2 separate regions of the Sus scrofa genome follow, and region 2 is linked to region 1. A link is a contact called in public Hi-C data. All regions are on one chromosome and are shown on one strand. Each heading gives the region's core, a stretch centred on a gene start, on an enhancer-like site or on the middle of the called end of the contact. The rest is flanking DNA. Distances are from core to core; before and after follow the strand shown.

Region 1 (6,728 bases), core at 1,076-3,575:
TTTTTTTTTTTTTTTTTTTCTTTCAGTGTTGTTTGAGACCCTGCTGAACTGATTTTCTGACCTACTAATGGGTCATGCAGTTTGAGAAATACTAGTCTGGGGGCGAACAACACTCATTGGTTTGGTTTTGGTTGTGGGTTTGTTTGGGAGGGGTTGTTTTTTGTTTGTTTTTGTCTTTTTAAGGCTGCACCCGTGTCATAGGGAGGTCCTCAGGCAGCCACAGCAACACGGGATCCAAGCCAGGTCTGCGACCTACAACGCAGCTCACAGCAACGCTGTATCCTTAACCCACTGATCGAAGCCAGGGATCGAACCTGAGTCCTTATGGATCCTAGTTGGGTTCGTTAAGCCAATGAGGGGAACTCTTTTTTTTTTTTTTTTTTTTGGTATCATTTTGGTTTTCTTTTTTGGCTGCAGTAAGTGACCAGAGCTACTGAAATGACAACACCCGCTCCCTAACCTGTTGAGACACACTGGAACTTCCAACACTCACTGACTTTGGAAATAGATTAGGCTTAGTTTTTTGGGGTTTTGTTTTGTTTGGCCGCACCTACAGCAACCCAAGCTGCTGCCGTGACAATGCTGGATCCTTAACCCGCTGCGCCACAAGAGAACTCCTAAGGCCTTAGTGCTAATCATGCCTTTCCTGTGTCCTTGTCAAGACAACTTTACTTCTCTGAGCCTGCCTTTCCTCACTGCAAAGTAACAGCAATAGAATTTATTTAGCTATTGTTACAGACCACGTTTTGTTCTTGACATAGTTCCACCGATGCTATCCTGTTGCTGTCAACACCAACTTGGAGGTTACGTGCGACAGTAATGATAAGGGAGTTGCAAGGGTCCCCGGACAAGTAAGGGGAGGAGGTGGGATTTGAACCCAGGCAATCTGATACAAGAGCCTGGGTTCAAACTCGTATGCTGACAAATGGAAAGTAATGGCCCCAATTCTGTCCTTTGCGTTGCTTTGGCAAACCACTTAATTACTATTTTGGGGGCCTCAGTCTCTCAATTTCCACATCAAGGGTGATTGAGGAGAAAATTCCCTGAAACCCCAAATTGTTCTCTACCTTCTAATCTCTTCTGTGAACTTCCCGCCTAGGGCTATAAATATGAGCTGCACATGTGCCTTTCTGGGGAGAAGGGCCTGTAGCTTCTCTGAAATGTGCTCAAAGCCCTTTTTTCTTTTTTTCATTTATTTTTTTGCTTTTTAGGGCCGCACCTGCGGCATATGGAGGTTCCCAGGCTAGGGGTTAAATCAGAGCTACAGCTGCCGGCCTACACCACAGCCACAGCCACATCAGATCCAAGTGGCGTCTGAGATCTACATCACAGCTCACGGCAAGGCCAGATGCTTAACCCACTGAGCAAGGTCAGGGATCGAACCTGCAACCTCATGGTTCCTAGTCGGAATCGTTTCCGCTGCACCACAACGGGAACTCCACTTTGTTTCTGTTTTTTGTTTGTTTGGATGGAACGTGATTTTGATTAGGACAATTAAAACAGAGGGAAGTATCTTGCAAAATATCACATAGCCAGAATGCGGCGCCCAAATCCATTCCCCAAAGATGTCTCAGGCCAAGCCCACACTTTCGCCCTGAACTTCATCTGCATGGGTTCAGATTTGAAACACAGCAAAATCTCATTTTATGCTAAATTATAGTATGTGGATTTGAATCAGAGAAATGATTAAAACATAGTTTCTCACATTATTAAGAAAAATTGAGTTCCCATTGTGGTTCAGCAGTTTATGAACCTGACTAGTATCCCTGAGAATGTGGGTTGGATCCCTGGTCCTGATCAGTGGCTTAAGGATCTGGCGTTGCCATAAGCTGTGATGTAGGTCGCAGACGTGGCTCAGATCTGGTGTCGCTGTGGCTGTGTTATAGGCTGGCAGCTGCAGGTCTGATTCCCAGCTCCCCTAGCCTGGGAACTTCCATATGCCAGAGGTTCAGCCCTAAAAAGACAAAACGAAAAAAAAATTTGAGATAAGGTGTTCTTGTTGTGGCTCAGCGGGTTAAGAGCCCAACTAGTATTTGTGAGGAATCGTATTTGATCCCTGACCTTGCTCAGTGAGTTAAGGATCCAGCGTTGCTGTAGCTGTGGTGTAGGCTGGCAGCTGCAGCTCTGATTCATCCCCCAGCCTGGAAACTTCCAGGCACTGCAGGTGCAGCCCTTAAAAAAAAGAAAAATTGAGATAATATGAATGTCACTTTTTTTTTTTTTTGGTCATTAAGAAAGTGTATTAATTTCACAGCTGCCCAACCTGATGATTCAGAAACGCTATTCATTCTGTTGCCACAAGATGGCAGCATGTGTGCTGCCCAGCCCTGCTGGGACCTAGAGGACTTGTAGGCCTCAGACCCTCTCGGAGGAAGTCGGACCTTTGTGCTGTTACTGAACCATTCACTGTTTAAAAGGAAACTCTGGGAGTTCTCCTGTGGTGCAGTGGGTTAAGGATCCAGCGTTGCTTAGGTCACTGCTGTGCTGTGGGTTCCATCCCTGGCTTGGGAACATGCTGTGGGTGTGGCCTAATAATAATCATGAAATATATAATGGAAAAAAATAAAAACCAGTTAAAAAATAATACAACAAAAGGAAAATTCTGACATGACACCTAAACATGATTGGAACTGGATTCTGATCCAGGGGAAAAATGGCAACAACAAATGTTATTGGAACAATTGATGAAACTGGAATAGGAACTGGGATTTATAAAAGAGACCCGGTGTTAAATTTCTTGGTTTCAATAATGACACTGTGCTTATGAAATAAATTATTCTTGTTCTTAAGGAATGCCCATGGAAGTACTGCAAGGTAGAGGGGCATGATGTCAACTTCAAATGGTTCAAAAACATGTGTGGGGAGTTCCTGTTATGACTCAGTGGGTTACAAACCGGACTAGTATCCATGAGGATGAGGGTTCGATCCCTGGCCTCACTCAGTGGGTTAAAGATCTGGCGTTGCTGTGAGCTGCAGTGTAGGTCACAGACAGGGCTCATATCCTGCGTTGCTGTGGCTGTGGCGTAGGCTGGCAGCTGGAACTCCAATTCCACCCCTAGCCTAGGAATCTCCATATGCTGTGAGTGTGGCCCCCAAAAAAAAAAAAAAAAAAAAAAAGGAAAAAATAGAAATAAGAAAGAAAAAAATAAAAGGAATTCCCGTCCTGGCGCAGTGGTGGACAAATCCAACTAGGAACCATGAAGTTGCAGGTTTGATCCCTGGCCTTGCTTAGTGGGTTAAGGATCCGGCGTTGCCCTGAGCTGTGGTGTAGGTCGCAGACTTGGCTTGGATCCTGCATTGCTGTGGCTCTGGCATAGGCTGGCAGCTACGGCTCCGATTAGACCCCTAGCCTGGGAACTTCCATATGCCCCAAGAACGGCCCTAGAAAAGGCAAAAAAACAAAAACAACAACAACAAAAAGTACCCCAAGAGTTCTTTTTTGTAGCCAATGAGAAGGTCATTAAAGGGGTCTTTAGTGGTGGTTCTAATGCAGGTGCTGAAAATCTTCCCTGAATATTGTCAGTTTCAGAGCTAAATTAGAAAAGCATGTTGTGCCAGGTACTATTCTGTTTTTGTTTCTGCTTTGCTTTTTAGGGCTGCAGGTGGGACATATGGACGTCCCCAGGCTAGGGGTCGAATCAGAGCTACAGCTGCCAGTCACAGCCACAGCCACAGCAACGCCAAATATGAGCCGTGTCTGTGACCCACCTCACAGCTCACAGCAACGTCAGATCCTTAATCCATTGAGCGAGGCCAGAGACTGAACCCAAAACCTCGTGGCTACTAGTCGAGCTCATTACCGCTGAGCCACAATGGGAACTTCCACCAGGCACTGTTTTAAGCCCTTCACATGACTCCTTTGATCCTCACAATCATCCTGTGAGGTAGATGCTGTCCATCTACTCCCATCTCAGTGAAGAGGAAACTGAAGCACAGAGAGGTTGAGTAACTGGCTCAAGATCACACAGCTGCAGAGCTCAAGCTATCAATCATAACGGACCATCACGAAAACCAACCAGTCCCCAGAATATACTATGTTGATCACTGAGGAACAAGCGCTGCATTAAATATGAGGAAGCAGAAAAGGCAGCTTTAGGGAGAAACTTTGGAAAAAATGAATGTAAGTCTGTGTGCTCTGAACCTCCACCTCAACCTGACATTCAAGTCTATGTAAAAATCAGTCTTGAACTCTGCAAGATTTAGCCAAAATGATGTACGGAAATAAAATGGCTGCTGATTCTGATTGACTGAACCTGCTGGCCATTAATACTGGAGGAAAAATTAGAATGTTCCTCAGACAAATCCGATTAGTCTCAATATTTACTTTTAAACATATAAATGACATAAATTCAAACTTATAAAACATAGATGCATTCCCTTTGCCTCTGCAATTTATCTCCTCAATGTTTACCCTATGGATAGGCTCCCATGTGAGCAAACGGTTGGGTACACAAGAGGCACTGCTGTGGTTCAAAGGTATATCCCCCCCCCTTTTTTTTTTTTTTTTTGCTTTTTAGGGCTGCACCTGTGGCATATGGAAGTTTCCAGGCTAGAGGTCAAATCGGAGCTGCAGCTGCCTGCCTACACAGCAATGCTGGATCCTAGTCACGTCTATGACCTACATCATAGCTCGTGGCAACGCCAGATCCTTTAACCCACTCAACGAGGCCAGGGATCAAACACGCATCCTCATGGATGCTGGTCAGGTTCATGACCTGCTGAGCCACAACAGGAGCTCCTGTGCAGTTACTTTAAAAGGAAATTCTTTCTAATTAGGATATTAAAAGATATTTAACGTCCTTAGCCATCAGAGAAGAGCAAATCAAAACCACAATAACAAGGAGTTCCCGTCGTGGCGCAGTGGTTAACGAATCCGACTAGGAACCATGAGGTTGCGGGTTCGGTCCCTGCCCTTGCTCAGTGGGTTAACGATCCGGCGTTGCCGTGAGCTGTGGTGTAGGTTGCAGACGCGGCTCGGATCCCACGTTGCTGTGGCTCTGGTGTAGGCCAGTGGCTACAGCTCCGATTCAGCCCCTAGCCTGGGAACCTCCATATGCCGCCGAAGCGGCCCAAGAAATAGCAACAACAACAACAACAAAAAAGAGAGACAAAAGACAAAAAAAAAAAAAACCACAATAACAAGATACTATTTCACACCCATAAGGATGCAGTAATCAAGAAGAAAGATAATAAAGTGTTGGTGAGGACACGGAGAAATTGGAAACATCATGCACTGCTGGTGGGAAAGAAAAATGGCACAGCTGCTTTGGAAAATAGTCTGCCATTTCCTCAACTGGTTAAAAATAAAACCAACTTACAACCCAACAATTCTACTCCTACGTATATACCCAAGATAACTGAGACCACCTGTCTACACAAGAACTTGTACGTGAATGTGCATGGCAGCATTATTCATCATAGCCACAAAGTGGAAACTCAAATACCCGTCAACTGGGTAAATAAAATGTGATACGTCCTTGCAATGCACTATTACTCATCAATTAAAAGGAATAAAAGACTGCCACACACTGCAACATGGATGAACCTTGAAAAAACTACTAAGTGAAAGAAGCCAGAACCTGCTGCATAGCACAGGGAACTAAGTTCAGTCACTTGAGATGGAACATGACGGAGGATAATGTGAGAAAAAGAATACATATGTATGGCTGGATCACTTTGCTGTATAATAGAAACTGACAGAACACTTTAAATCAACTATAATGGAAAAAATAAAAATCATAAAAAAGAAAGAAGCCAGACACAAAAGGCCACATATTGTATGATTTCCTCTATAGGAAATGCCCAGTGGAGGCAAATCTATAGAGAGAGAATGCAAATTAGCAGTTGCCAAGGGGTTGGAGTCAGGGGCAGAGCATAAGAGGATTTGGGGATTGATGCTTAAGGAGTAAGGAAACTTTTCTAAAATTGTAGGATAAAGAAAATTTTCCACAGTTGTGGTGATGGATGCACAACTCTATAAATAACTAAAAGCCACTGAAATGTGCACTTTAAATGAGTGACTTGTCGGGTATGGGGATTACATCTCAATAAAGTGTTTCTCTGGGTTTTTCTTTAGGGCCGCACCTGTGGCATATGGAGGTTCCCAGGCTAGGGGTCCAATCGGAGCTACAGCTGCCGGCTACACCACAGCCACAGCAACTCAGGATTCGAGCCATGTCTGACCTACACCACAGCTCACAGCAATGCCGGATCCTTAACCCACTGAGCAAGGCCAGGGATCGAACCCCCAACCTCATGGTTCCTAGTTGGATTTGTTAACCACTGCGCCACGACGGGAACTCCTTTTTTAAGTCCTTTATGTGCTGATAGGAAATGATCTCCAGGATATATGTTAAGTAAAAAAAAAAAAAAAAGGCAAAGTGCCAAAGTATTATATATGCTACCATCTCAGTGGGAAAATTTAGTTATGTTTGTAAATGAAATACTTCTGGAAGGACACATAAAACCTTGGTTGGTTTTAAAAAGGAACATTGGTTGGTTCTAAAAAGGGGAACTGGGAGTTCCCGTCATGGCTCAGTGGTTAACGAATCCGACTAGGAACTATGAGGTTGCGGGTTCGATCCCTGCCCTTGCTCAGTGGGTTAAGGATCCGGCGTTGCCGTGAGCTGTGGTGTAGGTCACAGACGCGACTCGGATCCTGTGTTGCTGTGGCTCTGGTGTAAGCCGGCAGCTACAGCTCCAATTAGACCCCTAGCCTGGGAACCTCC
Region 2 (6,322 bases), core at 2,512-5,011, 230 kb after region 1:
AAGAGGGGGGCGCTGTCCCGGCAGAGAGCACAGCTGAACTAGCCCAGACAACAAAAGCGATTGTGCGGGTTGGCGCCTGCCAGGTCACCGAATGCCCAAAATTGCGGGGCGGCTAGGGGCCAAAGGCCTCCCACTGCTTTCCTGCCCCTCCTCCTGCCCTCCTCTCGCTCCAGTTTTCCACCCCTGGGCTAGCACACCCCCTAGTCTCAACCACCCTCAAAAGTCCCCCTCCTGTCGTGGCCTTCAGCCCAGATGTGTCCCCTCCTCCCTAAAGTCTTCCAGATGTGGGCCTCCAGCCAGATGTGAGGACCCCCGCCCACAATCTCACTCCACCGTTCCCCCTAATCCATTCTGACTTCTCCTACCAGGTGTGAGGGTCCCGGTCAGATGTGACCGCGTCCTCAAATGGGCCCCTCCAGCGTTCTGCCCACCATCCAGACCCCCAATTCCTTCATGTGCCCAGGTGCACGACCCTTCTCCTCTTTCCCAGATGTGCCACCTGGCTGCCCAGATGTGCCAAGACAGCTGCCTACCCAAACGAAGCCCCTTTCTCTGCGACTAAGGCAGCGGCAGCCTTTAGCCTCCTCCCCAAATGCGGCCCCCACTACTCTTTCCTCTTTACGGATTCAGCTCTGTCGGCTGGGAGGGGTGGGGGGGGGAGCAGACCGGCGCGCCCCCACCTGTTCCCTGCCCCGCCGCTCCCCTGCGGGCCCCATTCACTTGTTGGTGCGAGGCGGGGGCTGAGGGGGCGCCCCCCTCCCCGCTGCGAGTCTAGCGCCCAGCCTGCGCGCCTCTGGCTGGGCGCCCAGCCCCACGCGCCCCCGCGCGGCCGCCGGGGAGGGAGTGGTGGGGAGGGGGGGCCTGAGCGGGGGCGCGGCCGCCCTCCCCCGCGGGCGGGCGGGCGGGCGCGGCCGGGCCCCTCGGGCGGGCTGGGGCGGCGGCGCGGCGGAGCGCGGCGCTGCAGCCATGGCGGGCGGCGCGCGGCTGCTCTGGGTGTCGCTATTGGTGCTGCTGGCGCTGCTCCGGCCGCAGCCCGGGCTGGGCCGGCCCCAAGAGCGCCTCCGCGTGCGCTTCACCCCGGCCGTGTGCGGCCTGCGCTGCGTCCATGGGCCCACCGGCCCCCGCTGTACCCCGACCTGCGCGCCCCGCAACACCACCAGCGTGGACAGCGGCGCGCCCGGCGGGGCGGCCCCGGGGGGACCCGGCTTCCGCGCCTGTGAGTGCGGGGTGGTGGTCCCAAGGGAGGGCTTTCCAGGGGGAGGAGGATCCCCGGGGATGGAGGCGACAGCCCCCCCGGGAGAGGGAGCCCGGACGCCTCTGCAGTGGTGCTGGGGAGTCCCCGGCGGCGTGGTTAAGGAAGAGAGCCTCAGGTTCCTGGCTTTGGGGGTTGGGTCCTGAGGCTCTTGACTTCGCAAGCAAGGAGCCTTCTCAGGGACCTGTGGGTCCCAGTGAGGGGCTTGGGGCTGACTTTCATTCCTTTGAGTCCAAGTGAGGAATACCAGAATTGAGGGGCTTGGGAGTTTGGGGGAAGGGGGTCCGGAATTCTGAGACTGTAAGTAAGGGGTCTCCAGAGTCCAAGAGAGAGGTCCAAGGCCGGGGTGGAGTGGGGAGGTGTCCCAGTTTCTGCGTCTTTGGGTGGGAGAAAAGTCCAAGACGGGATGCCTGTGAGGAGGGGGATTGGGGTGATCCAGAGAGCTGAGAGGGGAAGAGTCCGTAAAAGGGTCTCTGCAGGACCCTGAGTTGCAAGGGTCGCACGTGGGAGAGCAATCCGGGCAAGAGGCCTAGGGGAAAGGCGCCCCCTGGGGGCAGAGAAAACAGAAGGAGGGTGCTCACAGGGCTCCCCTAGAGATGGGGCTTACCGGGGTGGTGGGGGGGGTCAGGTGAGATGGGGGCGTAGGCCACCTGTTGGCCCCAGAGTGTGTTGGTGGGTGGGCTCTCAGGCGTCCGGGCCTACCTGCCTCCCACCCGGGACACCCTTTGGAGTGGGGAGTGGGGGCCCCTGGCGCCGAGAACTCGCCCATCCTGGCCCCCAGCCAACCCAGCCCTGGCCGGCGTGAGCTCATCTCGCGCCTGAGCCCCCGCCTGCTGCCACTCCCTCTCTCCTCCCCTTCCTCCCTCCTTCCTTCACTCCCTCCCAGCCCAGCCTCAACGCGCCCGTGCCAGGCGCCGTGCCCAGGCGGGTGCCAAGCCCCTGGAGGCACAAGGAGGGGCCTGTGAAGGGGGGCTGACCTCGCGAGGACCTCAATGTCCTCAGCTCCTCATTCCTCCAGGGGCCCGGGACATGGAGTTGCCTGTGCCCATCTAGCGGCCCGCCCTGGGTGTGGGAACCCTCAGGGAGCTGGGCAGGGGGGCATAGATCCAGGCCAAGAGAAGACGGAGAAACGTCTTTGGAGGCCAGGCAATGAACCCAGACCTAGCTGGATTACCAGCACCGCCAGCAGAGACCCTTCCTATTTTGGAATCTTGAAGCATAGTTAAGCCTCTCCTAGGCCTGCTACTCAATTAAGGACCGCTATTAGAGCACCCTGGAGTCCTGGCCTGACTTCCCGAACTCGGAGAGCCCAGAATCTCTGCCCTCAGGGCCTAAGCCCCTCTGCATTCCTATCAACAGACTCTGGAGACCAACCCCTCCGGTGAAATTCCCTCTCCTTCTCTGATGTAATCTCCCCAAACAGTGCCCCTCACCAGAGAACGGAGTGTTGTCCCTCAGCTATTCCTTCCCACTTCCAGGGGAAACACGATTACAAAGCCTCTGCAGAGATAACTCTGCTCCCTAGCCAAATTCTCTTCCCACAGAAGGCTCTCATTTTCTTATGTTTCCAACTGAGTCCCATCCGAGATCCCCAATTCCTGTCTATCCAAGTCCTTCTCTTCCAACTGGCTCCCTCCTTAGGAACTTCTTATCCATCTACAGAGAAACCCAGAGTTGCTCTCTGCTAATTCTCCCAGAATAACCTCCCCCAAGCAGCTGAAAAGACTTGGGTACCTGATCCTTTAGCTGAGAGGCGAAGGGGGACTCCACAGTGTCTGAGAGTCCTCCCAGATAATTGTGTGCCAGAGACCCCCCCGGAATCCCACTTCTCCATCTAAACCTTGTTCTCAGCACCCTCAACCTGGGCATTCCCTAGAAGACACTACAGTCCTATTTATTTCGGTAACTCTCCCCAAAAGGTCTTAAGGGATTCCTTCTGTTGAAGGGTGCCTTAGTTTCCTCTGGGATAGGCTTCCTTTCTGTTCCAGAAGCCTCCAGCAGTCTTTGAACCCCAGAGTGCATCCCTCTAGTTAACTGACCTCCTCCCACAAGTCCAGTCACTTTACCCTTCTAAATTGAGGGAGCTCCCTCTATGCCTTCCTCTCTCCAGTGTGTGGCTCAGAATCCCACACACGCCTTCCTGGGCGGCCCCGGCCGCTTGCCCCCTTCCTCCCCTCCTCACAGCTGTCTCCAGCTGTTCTAGGCCTCCCCGGGGGAGAAAGGGAGGAGGCGCCGTCGCGGGATACGTCCGGCCTTTTTTGGCACAGCGGGTCCAGGGCTCCCCAAGGGTCCGGAATGCGGAGCCGCCGCCCTGCCCCCGCCGCACCCCTCTCTTTGTTTACCCCGCCGCACAGCTGGCAGTGCCCCGCCCAAAGGTGGCTGGGGGCCCAGCGAGAGCGCGCAGAGGGGAAAGCAAGCGCGTTCCCGCTGGCCCCTCCCCGGGCTACTGGAGGCGGGAAAGCAGAGCTAGAAACCCGGAGCCGGAGCCAGAGGGTAGGTGGGCGGAGACAAAGTGAGGTGGGTGGGGCTAGGATGCCGGGACAGCCGGGAGGTGGAGTAGCCTGAACCGGGCAGATTAACTTGAGGAAAGGGAGGTGGGTGGGGCTAAAGGCAGCAGGTTAGGACAGGGCTCAAGGCCTTGATAGACCGGGTTTACGATCCCTCGGGAGATGAAGGGGATGTGGGCGAGGTTCATAGAAGGGGGGCCGGGGGGGAATGCTTCGCCTGTGGGCGGAACTTGAACATTTTGAAGCAAGCCAGACAGGGTGTGAGCATGCCTAGAATGGTAAGGAGAGAGTTGCGAGCGTGGAGTGGTGCCGGGGAGCGGCTAAAAATGCGGTTTTATTTTTTTAATTCATTTTTTGTCTTTTTAACGCCGCACCCGCGGCACATGGAAGTTCCCAGCCTAGGGGTCGAATTCGAGCTTACCCGCAGCCACAGCAACTCCAGATTCGAGTTGCGCCTGCGACCTACACCACAGCTCATGGGCAAGCCGGGTCCTTAACCCACTGAGCCAGGCCAGGGGTCGAACTCGTGTCCTCATGGATACTAGTCGGGTTCATTACCGTTGCGCCAATACGGGAACTCCTAAAAATGCGGTTTTAGTCAGTGGAAGTGACCTGCGCTGGGTCTGCCGGGCTGGGACGGTAAAAATGCTCGGACTTAAATTCGAAGTAGGTGGCGCTGAGCCTATGGGCGGGACAATACCGGGCGGGGCTAGTTCTGGAGACTCAGCCAGAAAGTGGAACACGAGAGGGAGGGAGGGGTGACAGGAAAGTGAATGAGGATCTAGAGAGTTTGATGAGAGGACCCAGTGGGCGAAGCTATACCACCAAGGGCTGTTCGACTGGACCCAGCCGATGCAAGGGGCCAGTGTTAATGGGAGATGACGCGAGACAGCTCGTGGAAGAACGACTTAGAACTGAGTGATACCTTTGAGACTGTAGTTACAATGTTGGGGACTTAGTTTGGGTGCAATAGTTCCCCCGGGGGGGGCTGCAAGGAGGGTTGCAGGCCCTGAGTGTCCTCACTCTCCCCCTAGTCCTGTGTCCCTTGATCTGTCACAACGGAGGCGTGTGCGTGAAACCTGACCGCTGCCTCTGTCCCCCGGACTTCGCTGGCAAGTTCTGCCAGTTGCACTCAACCGGCGCCCGACCCCCGGCCCCGGCCATGCCAGGCTTCACCCGCTCTGTGTACACCATGCCACTGGCCAACCACCGCGACGACGAACATGGTGAGGGGAGCGTGGCAGTCCCCTCCAACCCCTCTGTCCAGCCCCATGCTGTTCCTCTGACCCGCATCTTTCCTGCCTACCCCTGAGTTCTCTTCCAAGGCGCCCTTTCCCCCATTCCTAGTCCCAGTTGGTGAGAATCTGTATAGACACCACTTTTCCCTGCCGTGCCTCTCTCCAGGCGTGGCGTCTATGGTGAGCGTCCACGTGGAGCACCCGCAGGAGGCGTCGGTGGTGGTGCACCAGGTGGAGCGTGTGTCTGGCCCTTGGGAGGAGGCAGACGCCGAGGCAGTGGCGCGGGCCGAGGCGGCGGCGCGGGCCGAGGCAGCAGCGCCCTACACGGTGCTGGCACAGAGCGCTCCCCGCGAGGACGGCTACTCGGATGCCTCAGGCTTCGGTTACTGCTTTCGGGAACTGCGCGGAGGCGAAGTGAGAGGAGGCCGGTGGGGAGGGGCCCCGAGCAAGCCACCGCGCGGGGGCGCGCTCACCCTACGCTTCCCCACAGTGTGCGTCCCCGCTGCCCGGGCTCCGGACGCAAGAGGTCTGCTGCGGAGGGGCTGGCTTGGCCTGGGGTGTTCACGACTGTCAGTCGTGCTCAGAGCTCCTGGGTAAGCCCCAGGACCTCCCCGGGGTTATCGGGGCGGGGAAAGGGTGAGAACCCCGCCGCTCCTGTACTCTGCCCATAGATTACCCGCCCCCCACTCCAAAATTCTAGCCACTTCTACCCCGTCGTGGAGATCATTTCCAGCCTAGATCTATCCACACCGTTTTCTGACATTGGCTACCCTGTCCTCTCCTCGCCTTTGTGCCATAGCCCCACTCATGCACATTGCCGACTTAAAGCTGACTTTGCACTCAGACTACACCCAATGCCTTTGAGTTCCTCCCACCCCATTTTCATCACTTCGCACTCCATCCTCCATCCACCCGCCCCTGGCCCACCTATCTCCTTTCTCCACAGGTAACTCCGACCAAGCGGGCGCCCCAGATGGGCCGTGTCCAGCTGGTTTTGAAAGGGTTAATGGGTCCTGCGAAGGTGAGCTTGGGCAGTGGTGGGAGGAGCTTGGCTTTAGGGGCGGGACTGGCAGGGAGCTTGCCCCTGACTCCACTGGGACCACCCCATCCCTCGCAGATGTGGATGAGTGCGCGACAGGAGGGCGCTGCCAGCATGGGGAGTGTGCGAACACGCATGGGGGTACACCTGCGTGTGCCCCGACGGCTTCCTGCTCGACTCGTCCCGCAGCAGCTGCATCTGTGAGCCCTCGCGGCCTGAAGCTGGGTCCCATATCCTCTCTGCCCACAGGCTGGAGCATCCCTGGGTCTAATTCCCTTAGATACCC

The links. A called contact is a pair of places that touch in the nucleus more often than the background predicts.
Region 2: a Hi-C map of embryonic fibroblasts shows a contact between it and region 1, with 2.5 times the contacts expected there. The contact joins two enhancer-like sites. A contact is called at or near these places in 1 of 5 promoter capture datasets (liver), 10 of 47 Hi-C or Micro-C datasets (embryonic fibroblasts, fetal heart ventricle, fetal skeletal muscle and 6 more) and 2 of 2 datasets of contacts at active chromatin or transcription factors (alveolar macrophages and skeletal muscle).

The regions. Positions count from the first base shown.
Region 1 is chr6:48,607,271-48,613,998 of Sscrofa11.1, forward strand. It overlaps a transcript of AKT2 not described here. Among named protein-coding and RNA genes, the nearest start is that of AKT2, 23 kb to the left of the region's middle. Within about 2 kb of position 2,326, at least 8 of the 83 cell types and tissues checked have an H3K27ac peak or open chromatin away from gene starts, as enhancers often do. A contact at or near this core is called in embryonic fibroblasts, where this site is marked.
Region 2 is chr6:48,834,225-48,840,546 of Sscrofa11.1, forward strand. LTBP4 (latent-transforming growth factor beta-binding protein 4) reads left to right here. Exons shown (of 34, transcript XM_021094399.1): 5 at 4,794-4,985; 6 at 5,164-5,411; 7 at 5,488-5,590; 8 at 5,944-6,018; 9 at 6,115-6,171; 10 at 6,174-6,236. Among named protein-coding and RNA genes, the nearest start is that of LTBP4, 6.4 kb to the left of the region's middle. Within about 2 kb of position 3,762, at least 42 of the 83 cell types and tissues checked have an H3K27ac peak or open chromatin away from gene starts, as enhancers often do. A contact at or near this core is called in embryonic fibroblasts, where this site is marked.